2 separate regions of the Oryctolagus cuniculus genome follow, and region 1 is linked to region 2. The links are chromatin contacts, called in public Hi-C maps. All regions are on one chromosome and are shown on one strand. Each heading gives the region's core, a stretch centred on a gene start, on an enhancer-like site or on the middle of the called end of the contact. The rest is flanking DNA. Distances are from core to core; before and after follow the strand shown. Region 1 overlaps CPA6 (carboxypeptidase A6). Region 2 holds the start of ARFGEF1 (ARF guanine nucleotide exchange factor 1).

The links. A called contact is a pair of places that touch in the nucleus more often than the background predicts.
Region 1: a contact with region 2 is called in a Hi-C map of an unstated tissue, with 2.8 times the contacts expected there. The contact joins the enhancer-like site here to the promoter of ARFGEF1 in region 2. A contact is called at or near these places in 2 of 6 Hi-C or Micro-C datasets (ear pinna and an unstated tissue).

Annotation. Positions count from the first base shown.
Region 1 is chr6:93,121,995-93,124,873 of mOryCun1.1, forward strand. The region is part of intron 6 of CPA6 (carboxypeptidase A6); the gene reads right to left. Among named protein-coding and RNA genes, the nearest start is that of ARFGEF1, 140 kb to the left of the region's middle. Within about 2 kb of position 1,422, at least 1 of the 8 cell types and tissues checked has an H3K27ac peak or open chromatin away from gene starts, as enhancers often do.
Region 2 is chr6:92,978,431-92,981,506 of mOryCun1.1, forward strand. ARFGEF1 (ARF guanine nucleotide exchange factor 1) reads right to left here and starts at 1,678. Exons shown (of 39, transcript XR_011389118.1): 1 at 943-1,678.

The sequences.
Region 1 (2,879 bases), core at 172-2,671, 140 kb after region 2:
GACGTGGTCTTAATATATTGGCTGGATTCAGGTAGCTAATATTTACATCTACATTCCTGGGTGAGATAGGCCTATAATTTCCTTTCTTATCTTGTCTTTGTATGCTTTTGGTAATAGGGTTATTACTCAGTTGTGATTTGGGGAATATTTCTTAGTATATTTGAATTATTTGTCCCCTGAATGGTAGCATTCAGCTCTAAAACCAGTTTGGCCTAGAGCAGAAATCAGCTAAATACAAAAAAAAGATACCATAGGAGAGATCTAGCTTTGCTTATTTCCCTGGTTTTTGCTTTTTATAATTTGCTTCTTTTGATCTTCTTCTTGTTTTCTAACTTCTTGAAGACTTAACTCTTTTCTAATTTATTTATTCAAAACCATGAGTTCCCCTTCAGTATTGCTTTAGTTGCACTCCCTGTTCTGACATAGATGAGGTTTTTTACCATTCCTTTCTAAGTTGAAAATTTTCCTTGATTAAACAATGAGTTATTTATAAATGTTTTATCTCTAAATGTGTGAGTGTGAGGAGTTATTTTAAAAATAAATTACTTCTAAAAATGGCATTGTAGTTAGAATATATATAGTATATACTTTATGTATATAGTATATACTAGCATACAGTCAATTTTTGTGCACAATTGTGTTTAAAAAGAATATACATTCACTAACTATTGTGTGTGGATTCTGCTTGTTAAATTAATTTTATTGTTTGATTAAATTTATTGTTTTGAAAATCTATATTTGTACTAAAAATTATTTGCTTTTGCCAAAAAATAAAATCTTGTTATTTTTGGCTTATCACATTTTCTTTTATCTTGACAATATTTGTTTTTCTTACATTTTGAGGCCCTTAACATTATTTTAAAGATCTTTATTTCTAAATAATATATTATTCAAGGAAGCTGTTCCTTAGCATTCTATTCTGGAGTGGATTTAATTTCCAAGACTTGCCAGAACGTGTTCTTCCTCTGATAAACAAGCAGAGTGTCATTGCATTGCACATGCCATGTTTGTAATTTTTATAACTTTCTAAGTATTGCAGCTATTCTCCATCTGGCCAGACAAAGCAAGAATGATCACGATGTGATGACTGTTAAATACTGAACAGGATGACTGAGAGACCTTGCTTGAATGCCTTGAATAATAGCACACGGATCATTTCTCTTTTATGGTTTAGGTGGGGTTTCTAGAAAAGCCATGACAACATGTCTTTATTTCCTATTATTCTAACCTGTGATAGTATAACTATCACAGTTCTTCTAACGTAGAACTCTTTTTAGCAACCAAATACACATAACCCATGTGCACAGGAAAGGAAATGCCTACAAATCAAGTTGCATCTGGACTTCAAGGGTTTAATTTCATGTCTACTGTGGTTGCTTATGAGGAAGACTTAAGTAGTCCTTGATCTGAAGGCCATTCAGAAAGCAATGTACCACACGCCTCAGTGTGGCAGTCCCTAGGAACTGCACTCATCACACTTCATTTTTAAAATGCCGCATCACAATTTATTTTAAATGAAAAAACATTGAAGTTCTGAGCATTCTTCCAGGCAGATGATATGTCTGGTGCTAGATCAGAGCATTCCTGAAGTTAATTAAGAAAGAAAAATAATAAATCGTGTTGGTATACACCATTCTCCAAGACTACTTTGGCTTCCCTTCCAACATTACATTCTGTATACCAGAATTTATCAGATAAAATTTGATTAACATTCAAGATCAATTTTGCCTTTACAAAATTCTTTGTATGGTATGTCAAATTGGGCAGAAGCATTTCCCCCAACTTTACTCTTTTTATATTTATTTGGTTGGATGTTACTTTCTTGTATTTCCTGGAATGTGGTAGTCATGTTTTTGAGGATGTGTTGAATTTCAAAGAAAGTAGCTTTCAAACATTTATCTACTATTATTTTTCTTTTTCTTCTGAAACTACTGCAGAGGATCCAAAGATAATAACTACACATGCAGTGAAAGACCCTGGGAGAATCAGCTATGTCATAGCAGAAGCCCAAAGAAGGGGCAAATCACCATTATCGCAGCACCAAGCTGGGTGCATCTTGACATAAAGGAAGCATTGAAAATTTAATACCTAGAGAATTAGTTGGAGCAGGGGATCGTTTTTAGAGAAATAAAGAAAAGAGAACTTAATTTATAAGGCCAGTGGATGTTGCAGTCTAAGATGTTTGTTAAGTACAAAATGGCCAATGAAATCGTTTAAATAGCAACATTGCCAAGAGGCTCTGTGAGTAATGGATGAAGAACTGACAACCATATTGAAATTTTATAAATTTTATTATTTTATACTTAATTCATTCTCAGAACCAACCAAAGTTTCGATCTAACAGAGAAGGTAAAGACTGAAAAATATCATGTATTAATTTATATTTATCAATAAGAGTTGTATTTGGGATGTTTTGTGTTGCCCTAAGCAATGCTTTATATTTATGGAGTTTTTATACTGAGAAAGCCTAAAAAATGATGAGTTGTATTTACTCATAAGAAGCCAGGACAAACTTTGTGGCATTACTAAGATCTGCTACGTAAGGAAGAACAGGTGTCCTGGCATTGTACAGCTCTGATATACACACATTTCAGTTACTAGATCTTCACTGTGCACATCACTCTGTAAATAACAGACGCGCATGAAGATCTATGACTTCCTTCAAAATTACTGTGCATTTGTTATTCAATTTACACAGACAGCAAAGTGTGTAACTGTGTTACCTCCTTATGTCTCAGTGAAAAACCTTCATAGTAACTTACCAAAATGGATGATGGAAAGAGGGAATTGGTCAACTAATGTAAAAATTCAGCAAAGAGTGCAAAGTGATAATGCTGGAGGTGGCATCTGAGTCACATGTAAATGAATTTAGAGCAAAT
Region 2 (3,076 bases), core at 428-2,927:
AGGATTTGATCTTTGATAAAATGTAATAGATCAGAGTTCCCCCCCTTTTACAACTCCTTATCTGCATATCCTCCCTAAAGGTATTGTTCGGATTTTCCCTGCTGCCGGTTTCATTATACTACATATCTTCGGTCTGACTATAAATCACAATTGAAGCTTAAGAGCAGCTGCCACTGTCCAGACATGTGGCTGGTGGGTGTCATTGTCTTTTTTTCCTTTTCCCCGTTTCGAACCCTCGCTTCCCCTGTCACCTACAGCCTGTTTCTCCGAGGGCTCCTTCCTTCCCCGCCTGCACACCGCCACCCCCACCCCTTTAACCTCTGGTCTTGCTCTTCCAGGTCAGCCCAGTCAGAGACAACATTACTCTATGTTTTTCCTGTGGCGGAGGCGGAGAGATGTCGGAACGGGCTGCACCTCCTGCAAACCCTTCTCCAGACTGTCAACAAGGGAACAACTTCAGCCTCTCTTCCCAAAGTACCACGCCAGACGATAAAGTTACTGCAATTACGATACGGAAGCCTTCCCACGCCCAATCTTGACATATCGGCCCCACCTCAATTTCCAAGCTAATAAACAACGGCTCATCTTCTGCTTCATCACAAAGGCTGGTATCGTGTCCGCTCCGCACGGCACACCGATAAAATGCCTCCCTCTGTGCTTCTCCTTCTCCTCGCTCTCTCTCTAAGTCGATCCCCCGAACCCAAGTGCCCTGCGATCCTAAAACCTGCCCGCGTCCCCCGAGCCCAGCTCTAACTGCCCTTCCTCCTCCACCCCGCCTCTGCCCCAAATCCAGCTGAGTTCCTGTCAACTCCAGCCAGGTAGCAGGGAACTCCGCCAGGGCTGCCCGAGGTCGGCCTGCCACGTCCGCCCAAGGCAAGACCCCCCGCGACCCCAGCTCCGCCGCGCCGGCTCCCGCACCCCCCGGGCCTCAGCCCCGCTCACCTAACGCCACCTCGCAAGCTTTGCGCAGCTGGGAGTGATGCGCCTTCTTCACTTCCTTGTCGGCCAAAATCTTCTCCAGGGCCCGGGTCAGGAACATGTTCTTCGTCTTCTTCCCCTCATACATGGACGCGGAGAAGGAGGCGGCGGCGGCTCGTCCGACCCGCGGCTCCCAGCGGCTGGAGGGGAGGAGGAGGGGACGGAAGAGAAGAGAGAAAGGAGAGGGGGTGGCGGTGGGAGAGAGGAGGCGTGGAGGGCAGCGGCAGGATCAGGAAGGGGCGGGCGAGCGGGAGCGGCCGCCGTGCTGGCGAGGGGCGTCGAGGTCCTCGCCGCCCGTCGAGAGGCCGCCCGTCGAGGGCTGCGTCCGTCTGGCCTCTGCTCCCAGCCCGGGGTGGGGTGGGGGGGTCGCTTCTCGGCCGCCCCTCTCACTGGTCTTTCCGACCCGCGGCGTGGAGGGTGCTCTGCCCGGGCGGCCGTCTGCTGGGGGCCGAGGGCCGAGGCGTGGCGGCGGCGGTGGCTCAGAGGCCCGGCAAGAGCAGAGCGACTCTGGCGACTATGGGGATTAGCACCCGCCGCGGCCGCGAACTGGCCTCCATCACCGCCGACCTGCCCCGGCCGCCATGTTGGGAGGAAACGACGCGTCACGCAGCGGCCGAACGGCTGCAGAGGAGGAAGCAGCGACGGCGGCGGCGGCGGCACTGCCAGCCCAGAGCTGCCGCGGCGCCGGCAGGCGGGGGACGGAGGGCGGCGCGGGAGGAGCGGCCCGAGCCGCAGCGCTACGGCGGCCCGGCGGGGCCTCGCCGCCTCCCGCGTTTGCCTGCAGGGCGGCGAGGGGCGTGGCCGGGCGTCCTGCGGCGCGGAGCGAGGCGCTTCGGGCTCCTCCCCGCGGCTGTGCTGCGGGACCCAGCAGAAGGGGACCTCTCGGCGTCCTGTTCGCGTCTGGCGAACAGCACGCCGGGCTCTGCTGCACCCCTTCCCTGACTTTCTGGGGATCCCAATCGGTGGGAGCGCAGTCCCTTCTGTTCCGGGGATTTCAGAAACACGCGCATGGCTCACTCTCAGCCGCACTGGATTTCCACCTGCCGCGCTCGACTCTAAATTTCCTTCCCAGGTGCGCCAAATCGCTGTCCAGGACCGAAACCTCTGATTACCTCAAGGAGGATTCTCCCTGGGGAAAAGTAAGCAAAAAGCAGTTGACAAGGATTCAGTCATGTTTCACTTGATTATCGGTAGGATTAATCGGTCACCTCTAGATTTCAGATTACAGATTTCTGACCGAGGTCCCTCGGAGACTTGTATTTCCGTGTCTTTAATACTAAGGTTCGGTCCTCGATATGAAAACCAGTTTCAGAATGCCACAGCACCGAGCGAACAGATTTAACACAGTGCGAACAGATTTAACACATATGACTGTGTGTCTCCTTTAGTCCCAAAGAGTTCAGATTTCAACTGTTTCTTTCTGAGCAGAAAATTATAAATGCCATAAAAGTATATGCAGATAGTTTACGTTCCAAACTACTGTGTTGTTTTGTCAGCACAGACTACGAGCCCCTAATCCTTAGCATGTGTCTCACCCTGTTCCATTAAGATTTCCTTGACTATGGACTTGTCCTAATGCAACCGTCCAAACCCAAGGGGACTGAGAAGTGACAAGATTTGGACTAGGGTAAATGCCACCGAGAAGGAAAATGGAAAACTTGTAAGTGACTCTGAATTAAAGGAGACAAATAGATCAACTTTTTAAACTTTATCTTCCTCAGAAACATTCATGTATTTTAAAGAGTATCTCCAGATTCCTGGAAATTGGAGATTTATCATATTCCTAAATAAGACATATATACACTCTAATAGATTACAAACTTTTTGAGAACCAGCTGAAATTCTAATTTTTTTGTTTCTTCATAATCCCAGTGCAGTGCCAGGTACTGTTTAGGGTGCTAGCTGATCATTCAGTCTAGCACAGAGGCGCACCACATTCCTCAGCCTCCCTACAGTTAGGTGTAGTCATCCAGTCTTACATCTTTTGAAAATAAAAAATAAAAATAGGAGTGGCTATGTGACTTAGCAATTAAAACAGTTAAGATGCTGGTTAGGATGCTCATGTCTCACATCAGAGAAACTGGCTTCCATCTCCAGT